2 separate regions of the Sus scrofa genome follow, and region 1 is linked to region 2. The links are chromatin contacts, called in public Hi-C maps. All regions are on one chromosome and are shown on one strand. The core of a region is the stretch at or near the end of the contact, and the rest is flanking DNA. Distances in the headings are between cores, read along the strand shown. Region 1 holds the start of CAPN15 (calpain-15). Region 2 holds the start of RAB40C (ras-related protein Rab-40C).

Region 1 (5,205 bases), core at 1,290-3,789, 49 kb after region 2:
ACCGTCCAGCTCGGCCCCAAGGGAGAGGGGGTGCAGCCCTTGACCCCAGGGAAGCAGAGAGCAGGGTGTGGGCAGCCGCCCAAGTGAGATGCTGCGGCAAGGACAGGGAGCGAGGCCGGGCCGTCCACTCGGTCCACCCCGGGTGCCCCGGAAAAGTCCTCGCCCAAGGGACAGCACGTCCTTCAGGCATCAGGAGGCCCCCAGCTGCCCTCCCACAGCCCCTGCTCCCTGCACTGTCCTGCCGGCACCAGCATGAGCCTCCACTGGGACCCCACCTTAAGCCACAGCTGACCCAGAGTGACAGTGAGAGGGTGAGGCTGGGCTGGCCCCCAAGCCCGAACTCCTCGCACAGCCGCCTTCCAGCTCATTCGAAGCAGGTGGAGACCAGCGAGCCCCCCCATCCCGGAGAGGCTGTGGGTGCCAGTCCCAACCACTTTGGGGGCTCCCCTCTGAGGTCAGAGCGGGGTCACCAGAGCTGCCTACAGGCGGGCAGCTGACAGGATGCTCGCTGACCACTTCACCTTTGGACGGGCTGTGTAGGGCACAGGGGGAGCTGGGGATGGCCAAAGCAACAGCACAGGCCTGCTGGGCATTCTTGGCAGAGCAGGACAGGGTGGTGGTGGGGGGAGGTAGGAACCTGCGTATCCCTGCGAGCCTGGCAGAGGGAGAGGGAGCCAAGTCCCTGCGTGGGGACAGGGGTAATGGGTGGCAAGGGCCAGAGGTGCCAGAAATCCAAGCAGAAGATCAGGGCAAGGAACCAGCTGATCCAAGTCCCCTTGGTGCCCCTCGGGGGCAGGAGGTACCTTTGGATGGGGTCTGGGCACAGCCCTGAGGCTCTCCACTGACCAGCAAAGACCCATGAAGGAGCCACAGTTTCTGCGGATTTCTAGGGCAGCTGAGTCCTTCTTCCCAACTCCATGTACACGAGGTGAACAGTCAGCGACCCAGACCTGGACGCGCGGCCCCAGCAGCCACGGCCGCCCCATGGCCTCCGTGAGGAGGTGCTCCGCAGAGTGCGGCCCAAGAGACGGGTCCAGAGAGCTGGGTGCAGGGCCTCCAGCAGAGCCCACCGTCAAGAAGGGCAGGGCTCCGAGCCACCCCTGGGGGGCAGGACTGCAGGGCCCTCCGCCTCTTGCCCTCAGAGTCCTGGGTCTGGGCGGCTCAAAGGAGAGAAACGGGATCCAAGACGGAAGGTCCCTGTCTAAAGCCAGGCAGTCACTGAGCCCTGGGCCCAGCGTGGCGGGGCGGGGGTTAAGCCTGGCTCTCAGTAGGTCACGGGGTCACCAGCCTGTCTGCTCAGGGGAAGCAGCTGCAGAAGGGAAGAGGGGAGCTCCTGCCAGGAGCAGAAGGACCTGAGAGGAAATCAGTCGAGCCCAACCTCTCGCAAGACCCACTCCCAGCAGCCAGGCTCGGGGTTCCCAGTCCACGGGGGCCTCCCCAGGGACTTGGGCCAGGGAAACACTAGCCTCTCCCCGCACTCGAGAAAGTCACCCAGAAATGGCAGGATCGCGTTACCCCACCTCCTAGGGCAGCCCAGCCTCTAGCGGCAGAAGGGGATCAGGGGCACCCTCCTGACGGTGGCTCACACAGCCCCCAGGCCGGGACAGGGGAGGGGCTCCCAGGAGGGGTGCGAACCTACTTAGCACTCGGCGGAGGCCCGTGTCCCCCCAGGACACGGCCGCTCAGAGCCACCGGACCCCAAACTCCCAGGCCTGGACTCACTGGGATCCTGTGGTTGCAGTCTGGTCCCAAATTCCTGCGTGTTAGGAGGCGCCCCCACCTCCTCCAAACAAGCCCAGTCACTTGACCACACAACAGGGGTGCGCTGGTGAGGACCAGAAGAGCCCCTCTTGTGGGCAGCAAGAAGAGCGTGAAGGGTCGCCGTGCAGCCTGGCAAATCCTCTCAGGGCCCCTGTGGAAAACTTCTCGGTTCGCTCCAGCGCCAGGAGAGGGACGGGAGAACGAACTGTGGTGGCCGGCCAGTGGGCACACAAGGCGCGCCCGCGCTCCCACTCCGCGGGGCCACCGCGGGACACATCCCGAACGCAGCCGGGGACGGGACACTGCCCGGAGATAAGGGCACTCAAGGGCAGGAAAGGTTCAGGCCGCCTCCTGTGTCCACAGCACCCTGGCTGGTCTCTCGCTGTCTGGTCCCCCAGGTCCCGCCGGCTTCTCCCTCGGGCAGCGTCCCCAGCCCGGTCGTGCCGGACCAATGCCCAGGGGGCGCCGCCCGCCGGTCCCGGCCCCACGAGGGGCCAGGCCGCTCCCCCCGGCCCGGCCCGGCCCGGCCCGGGCGGCGAGACTCACCTCCGCAACCCCGCGGCGCCTTCTCAGTCCCCGCGGCCCGGGCCCGCTCGCCTGCGCCGGTCGGCCCACAACTTGTTCTCGGAGGGCAGGCGGGCCCTCTGCCGCCGGCGCGCTGCCCCGACGGCCTCCCGCGCTGAGTGGCGGAACCGGCAAGCGTCTCGACCCGGCCCGACCCGGCCCGGCCCGGCCCGCGCCTCTCCCTGCGCCGCCTCCGTAGCGTAGCGCCCGGCCGGGGCCCCAAGGCTACGGCGCGCCCGGGGCGCACGCGGCGCTGTGAATCGCGCGCCCGGACTACCGCTCCCACAAGGCGGCGCGGCGCGCGAGGCAGGCCGGGAGGCGGAGTCCGGGGCGGTGGCCCTCAGCCGCCTCGACTGGCGCCCTCCGACTTCCCGGGCCGAGCCGACCGCGAGCGCCGAGGTAGGCGCCCGAGCCGGAAAACGGGAGGCACGGCGTGCCGTGGACGCGACCGGGACTACAACTCCCAGAGTGCCCGGCGCGGTAGGGAGGGGCGGGGCTTCACACCCCCCCGCCCCGGTCGCGGCGCTTCCGGCTGCTGCTGTGCCGGGCGGCGAGGGGCTGCGGCCCCGGACCCCTCCCGGGCCCCTGCGCTGCGCTGGGCCTGCTCGCAGAACCGCCCCCTCCCTCCCGGGTCCCCTCTCGACTTGTCTGCCTCTTCCGGCCCGCAAGGGCTTCCCGGTCCTGTTTCGGTTTCGCTGGGATCGACCTGCGCTGACCACGGCCGCGCCACTCTCTGTGACCCGGGCAGGTTGCTTGCCAGAGCTCCAGTTTCTTCTGGGCCATCGGGGAACCAGTATCCCCGAGCCGCTGGAAGGACGGAGTGAGGCACACGCGCAGCCCAGCGCCAGGCAGGGAGGAAGCCGCGGGGGGGCCTCCGAGCAGAACCCGGCCCTGTTTGCTCAGAGCCTTTCCCTGCACTTTGGGTAGTCTGAGGTCACTCTCATACCCAGCAGCCGCGGACTGAGGGTAGGCGCTGCTTCCAGGACCCCCGCCCTGCGTCGCCTAAGTGCCCGGGAGGCAGCAAGACCCTCGGAAAAACGGATCGGTGTCAGCGGTTTTACCGCAGCAACTGAAGCAGGGCGAGGCTGCAGTGGGGAGTGGGGATTCAGAGGGCGGAGCTCCGGGGGCCCTGGCATTCAGAGGAGCTTGGGGAGCCGGAAAGGGCACAAGCCACGCAGGAAACACAGAAGCAAAGCCCCCTCTACCAAGAGATTCAAGGAGAGTGGTTTGCGGTCCCCTTCTGCCTTCAAGGGCCAAGTCCCGCTGGTGGCTCAGTGACTGCAGGTCCCCTTCCCTCCCAGGCCCTTTCCCTGTGCACTGCCTGAGGCAGCTGGGTCAGAGGTGGTGTCCACAGCCCTATAACCTCCCGACAAGAAAAACGGCCAAAGGTGAGCCGACGAGAAAAACGGCCAAAGGTGAGCCGTGAGACCTGATGGGCGAGGTTCTTTCCAGCCCGCTGCAGTGCTAGGGAGTAGGGAGAGAGCAGGAGCATCTCCTTCCAGGGAGGGGCAGGGCCCTGGTCAAGACAGGATCTGCCCTGGGGGACTTCCACCAGACTGCTTCTGGGCTGGGACATGAGCGGCACAGGTCCCTCCCGCACTCTGGGCACCTCCACCTGGGCCCCTTCTGTGAGCAGCTCTCCAGGAAGCGCTTCCTGGGCAGTGGCCTGGCACTGCCCTGCTTGCATTTTCAATGGTTTTCTGTCACATGTTCTCCCACCCCGGCTGGGCTGTCACCCCTGCAGGACCAGGGCAGGGACTAGACGGACTGTTGGTAGGGCCAGCTGGCCGGCCGACAAACAGGCCCCCATGGTCAAGGGCCCAGCCAGGCACAGGGGAAGCTGTTCCCCCATCCCCTTCCTGGTTGTGGCCTTGCCTGGTGCAGTGAGAGGCCCCTCCCCACAACCTCCCAGGCAAATGGACCCTGTAGGTTCCAGACCAAGACAGGGGCTGTGCCCCCAGTGTCAGAGCAGAGGCAGTGGCCTCATTCTTGGTCAGCAGAAACTTGTTTGGTGCAGCCGAGCTGGGGACCAGACCCTCCCAGAGCCCCACTAGCCTCCAGAACCTGCTGCATTGCCTCAGCACCCCCAGTGCTGAGAGGGCCCTCCTTGCAGCTCCACCAGGAGCCTGAGGATGAAGCCTGTACCCCAGCCCAGGCACGATGCTGCCTTCCCTGGCTGCCCCTGTCCAGGCCTGCCAGTCACACCTGGCACGGACTGGGCCCTTGGGATGGCCAGGTCCAAGCCCCAGTCCCACAAATGGATGTGATAAGGAGTCAGACTAACTCTGGGGAGCCACCCCCTCAGCACCAGGGGCGTGGGTGGGGGCCATCGTCCTTTCCAAGCCCTTCCTCCCCTGCGCTCCTGGGGGAGGCCGGCTCCAGGCAGGGACTCCTGGGACACATCACCCCCTCCAGCTGCCCCCTTGACGCTGCCCCACACAGTGCCTGGGCTCCTGGCGACCCTAAGAGGCCTAATGCCACAGCCCAGCTGAGGACGAGGCCTGGGGGCCCTGCTTGTAGGCCGGCCAACCTGGTGTCGCCGAGGGGCCAAGTGGGCAGCAGACTTGGGTTCAGCTGTCCTCTGCCCCCTGGGCAGGGGCCCCAGGTTCCCCATCTGTGTGTGCTATGCAGGTGGCTCAGGGCTGAGTGGTGGGAGATGGGCGCCTGGGCCAGGGGTTCAAGTCTTGAGGACCGGGAGCTAACAGCCTCCCTTCAAGGCAGGAGTGGCCACTCACCCGTAGACGCTCCCGTGACGCGTGAGCTCTCCTTCTGGGCCCCCCGCCCGGCCGCCCGGCCGTCCCAGCCCAGTCCCATGGGGCTTTTGCCTCATCCTGACCCCACGTCCCCAAGGACGAACGCCCCAGCCCCCCGCCTGCCATG
Region 2 (5,124 bases), core at 1,327-3,826:
AGCTCGGAGATGTACTGACTCTTAACAAGGAAAGAAAAAGATACACGCATCTGCCACAAGGGAATCAGAGATCAAAAGCTCCCCAAAAACACAAAGCAAATTCGAGATGCGCCGAACGCTGAGAACTAACTGCTCCAGTTAGGAAGCCTTCAGGGCAGCAGAATGAAGTACCCTCAGACCCACCCACCTCGCCCTGAGAAAGGGCACTGGCCCCGGAGCCTCCGAGCTGACGCCCTGACTGCATGTGCCACACATCGTAACCTCCAGGACCCTCGCCGCCCTGCCAGCCCAGGGGCTTCCGCACACTTCTGGCAGCTGGCCCTCCCGCTGGACCACCGTGCTTCTCCTCGGGCGGGACTCAACACGTCACGAGAAGAGCGGCAGCACACTGCCCCCGAGAGCAGGGACAGGAGGCCGGGCCACTCGCTCCAGCTGCCTCGCTGCGCCCGGCTGGAGGCAGCTCAGACCCAGGAGTCCTCGTCCTGGGAAGCCGCTGAGGCCCTGATGGAGCCCAGCCCCCCTTCAAAGCATCCCCATCTCTGGGAAAGCAGCTCAGGCGCCCACCCCCCGTCTGACTCCAGAGGACCGCTTGACTGTGGCGGGCAAGGGACCGACTCAGCCCCCCAAGGCCTCCCTCTCACACCCTTGGGGGCCTCACACTTCCTCGCCCTCCCTACAACACCACCCAGCGCTCCGGTGGGCTGGGCCCTCCAGACCCCTGCCCCTCGCTCCGTGCTTAGCAGGAAGGGCGCAGGGCCGGCCCAGGTAAGCCGACGACTCTGACGCGTCCTAAGGGGAGAAAGGGTCAAGAAGCACTGGCCACACGCTGGCGGCCAGAGCCCAGGAATTCAGCAAGCAGCGAAGGCTCACAGCAGTCAGGCAGGACTGACCAGACTCTGAGCGACAAAGCTACAGAGGAGGCGGAAGACCGGACTCCAAGGAGTAAAACTCCTCGCAAAGACGGCCCTTCCAGGAGCCCGACGGCCCCCCGGGGGACCCACGTCAACTGCGAGAAAAGAGAGGACCTCACACTGGTGCCAGAGACCTGTAGCTCTTGTGTGTTTTGGCTGCACGGCCAGAAACGTGGAAAGAACGTTTAACCCCGTCCGGATCGGGCGTTTTCGTCCAGCCCAAGGAAGGGATGCCTTGAGCCAACGGCCTGCTTTGAGGACGCCCAGCTGTGCACACCTGGCACACCTGGTGAGGCCCCGCGACCAAAGAAAAAGCCCTTCTTCCTCAGGAGTCCCTCGGCCAGATCTCTGCCCCCACGACGCCGCGGGCCCCAGAAGGGCCTCGACAAGCTCGAGCCGCAGCTCCCCCGCCCCGGCCCGAGACGCGAGGCGGACGGCAGGTCGCCGGGCGGAGCCAGGTGCGCGCGGCGGCCCGCCGGCCGGCCTTACCGTTGCTGTAGGCGTACGGAGACTCGGCTGCGCCGTCCTGCAGGCTCTCCAGGATCTCGCCCTTGCCCACGTCGCTGTCGCCCACCAGCAGGAACTTGAGCAGGTAGTCGTAGCTCTTGACTGGGCTGCCCTGCGTCCCCATCTTCGCTCACGCGCGCGCGGGCCGCACCCGCATGCCCACGGCGCCGCGGAGCCCGCTGGCGGAGGCCTCCGACCGACCTGCGTGCGCGGGCGCGGGTGAGCGAGGCCGGCGGACGGCAAGGCCGCTCCGCCCGCACCTGCTCCACCGCCCCCGCTTCGCTTCCCTTCGCCTCGCCTCAGCGCCGCCGCCGCCGCCCCGCAGCTTCCCGCACGGCGCCGAGCAGCCCCGCCACCCCGCCCCGCCCCGCGCGCCACCATTGGTCGTCCGCCGCACCCTTCCCGCGGCCATTGGCCGCTGCGCATATCCGTCAGCACTGCTAGCGCCCCTGCCCCCGCCCCCCCAGCTTCCCATACAGCGCTGCGAGACCTCGGGTCGTTCCTCCCCATCATTGCCCCGCCCCTACGCTGCTGCTGTACGTCGCACGCCGCCTCCCGCGCGGCCACTGGCCCGTGAGCACGTCCATCAAAGCTGCCCCGCCTCCATCGCTTCCCACTCAGTTCTGCGAAGACTCCAGTCGCCCCGCCCCGCCTTCACGCTGTTGCCATTGGCCCCTCGCCTCTCGCTTTCCGGGACCCTCTGATCCGCCTGCCTGTCCGTCAGCATTACGCCCCCCACCCCCCGCCGATTCCCGCAGAGCATCCGAGACTCACCGGCAAACCTGCCCACTGCCCCCGCAGCTCCTGGGCCCTAACACGCCCCCTCCGCTTCGCCATTGGCCACCGCAGCCGATCCTCCCAGAGCTACTGGACCACCTACACGTCGCTCATGGCCCTCTAAGCCCGCCCATCTTGCCCCCTATACGCTCACCAATCAGAAGCTTGGACCTCCAGGTTGTTTGCATACACCCCCTTACTTCCGCGGACTGAGCGGGACGGTGGCGGTCCCCGTTGTGAGGTGACGCGGGTGACTATGGCAGGGCTGAACCTCCTAGAAAGCTGCGGCCGCAGCTTCCGCAGAGACCCGGGCGCGTACAGTGCGGCCCCCCGGAAAGGCGCCCTCCCCACGGAGGGGGCGTGACGAGGGCGCAGTGAGACAAGATCCACCAATCGGCGCTCGGAGCGGCCGGGTAGACGGGACTTCCGTTCCCGCGCCGGGGGCGGGGCCGGGGGATGGTGAGGTGGGGGCGGGCGCCGGGTTTCTTGTGGGGAAGGTGGTGAGTGGGGGCGCGGGTGAGGGGCGGGGAGACGAGGCAGGGCGCGAGGGTAGGGACGGTGAAATGAGGCGGTGGCAGGAACTTGGAATTACCTGGGTCGGGGCGCAGGGGCAGCGAGGTGAGGCTTGGTTGCAGGCGGCGAGGCGGGGACTCCAGCGCAGCTCTGTCCCCGCCCCTCGCGTCTGCCCCGTTCCCTGGGCAAGTCTTGCAGGTGACAGCGCGGCTCTCAAGGCCGCTGCAGAAAGGGGGTCGGCCTGCATGTCGTCCTCTAGCCCCAGAGACGACGGCAGCACTGGCTGTGAGCCGCCCACCCTGGGAAGAGTCGGGGTCAGGCCAGGTGGGGCACCCAGGAGGGCCCAGGAAGAGGGTCCGGGGGAGCCTGTAGGAGGAAGTGACTTTGGGTTGTTTACAGAATGGATAGGTTATGAAAAGGTGTGAACAGTTGTGAAGATACAATTTTATTCTGCAAAATAGAAAGTAAAGCAAAATATACCCTCTTCACCCATTAGATTGGCAACATTACTTGTGGCACCTAGGATGTAGGGTGACAGCTCTCTGGCAGGGAGGTTGGACAACTTAGTAAGTAATTCCATATTTCATTTAGTCGGGAGAAGTTCTCAAAAACAAGCTCATGAATTTCACTGTTGGAGTTCCCACAGGGGGTTAAGAATCTGATTGCAGCTGCTTGGGTCTCTGGGGAGGAATGGGTTTGATCCCCAAACTGGCACAATGGGCGAAAGATCCCGCACTGCTGCAGCTCACAGCTGTGGCTCAGATTCAGTCCCTGGCCCAGGAACTTCCATGTGCCACAGGTGTGGCCATAAAATTTTTTTGGATTAAAAAATAAAGAATTTCACTCTAGGAGTTCCCCTTGCGGCACAGCGGAAAAGAATCCGACTAGGATCCATGAGGTTGTGGGTTCGATCCCTGGCCTTGCTCAGTGGGTTAAGGATCCGGTGTTGCCGTGAGCTGTGGTGTAGGTCACAGGCATGGCTCAGATCCTGCATTGCTGTGGCTCCTATTCAGCCACTAGCCTGGGAACCTCCATATGCTGTGGGTATCGCCCTAAGAAGAAAAAAAAAAAAAAACAAAGCTTGTGCGTGACTGTTCACAGCGTCATTAATCACAATAGCCAAGAAGTGGAAACAACCCAAATATCCACCAACAGATCAACTGATAAACAAAAGGCGGGTCTACCCACACAATGCGTGTTCATCCATAAGAGGACTAAAGGACAGATACGTGCTACACTCCATTTCTGCGCAGAGTCCAGAATAAGCAAACAGGGAGGGAGCAGATGCGTGGCTGCCGGGGCCGGGGGTGGGGGTGGGGGCAGAGGGAAGAGCAGTGAGTGACTGCTTCGTGGGTACGGCATCTCTTTGGGGACGAAAATGTTCTAAAACTGATGATTGTGGTACTACGGGGTAAAGCCATTACAAAAAACGAATTGAGTGGCACCTTTGTGGTGAATCGATGGTACGGGAGATGTGCCTCCCTAAAGCCGTTAAGAATAATCAGGAGAAAGCTGACAAGGCCGGGCCAACCCGGCCTCAGCAGATGAAGCAGCTGGGAGAAGATGCGCAGGAGGTGGGCTCCGAAAAAGTAGGTCTGGGCAGAGGGCACCAGAGGTCATCACAGCAGCCAAACCCTGCGCCTCTGGGCTGCACTGAGGATGGCTCGGCTGGCACATCTGTTCCATGGCTGAGAAACAGGGCAGCAAGACGTTTCCTGCCGCGGGGTCACTGGGCCTGGGCCGTGTCTCCAGGAGCAGGCGGTCTTCACAGGAGCAGACCCCTGCGTGAAACGGAGTGGCAAACCCCCACCAGTGGCCACGACCCACATGGATCCTGCTTTTTCATTTTTCTGCAGTGCCTGGAATGCTTCCTATTGGGCAGGCACCAAGCACCTCGTGAGCCAGCACCTGGGCCTCTCTCACCTGCCTTCAGGGAGGCTCTCCTGGTGTCCTCCTGGCCCTCTGGGACACTCAAGGGCAGAGGCTGGCCAGGGATGGGCAGGGCCACCGGGCTCATTCTTAATCCACAGAGTGGCTCTACCATGGATGCCAGCTTACAGCAGACCCAGCCCCCAGCATTTACAGAAATGGCACATCCATCCACAACCCACCGAAACAACAGCCAGCAGGCAGTCTTGTTAGCCCTCAGCTGGTGGGGTGGGGAGCCAAGTCCCCATAAGGGCCAGGACTGAGCACCCACCAACTTCTGCAGAGGTCCCTGCACCCACCTTGAGCCCACTTCTGCCCTGGTCTTAGCCACTCCCTGCTCTGAAGTCACTGAGGCCCCTCTCCGAGACCAGAAGCACCGTGGGTTGGCACGTCCTTGCAGTTTGAGGCCACGAGGGATGGTGGCTGAGGAGCTATCACCAGCCCACTCTGCAGTTTAAACCAAAAGCACCCTCCACCTCAAGACCGC

The links. Hi-C and Micro-C count contacts between places; a contact is called where the count stands out from the background.
Region 1: a contact with region 2 is called in a Hi-C map of skeletal muscle, with 2.5 times the contacts expected there. The contact joins the promoter of CAPN15 here to the promoter of RAB40C in region 2. A contact is called at or near these places in 1 of 5 promoter capture datasets (liver) and 4 of 47 Hi-C or Micro-C datasets (epiblast stem cells, heart right ventricle, liver and 1 more).

What each region holds. Positions count from the first base shown.
Region 1 is chr3:41,206,071-41,211,275 of Sscrofa11.1, forward strand. It overlaps CAPN15 (calpain-15), which reads right to left and starts at 2,540. Exons shown (of 13, transcript XM_021086917.1): 1 at 2,308-2,540.
Region 2 is chr3:41,157,525-41,162,648 of Sscrofa11.1, forward strand. It overlaps RAB40C (ras-related protein Rab-40C), which reads right to left and starts at 2,577. Exons shown (of 6, transcript XM_021086911.1): 1 at 2,350-2,577. The coding sequence starts at 2,383.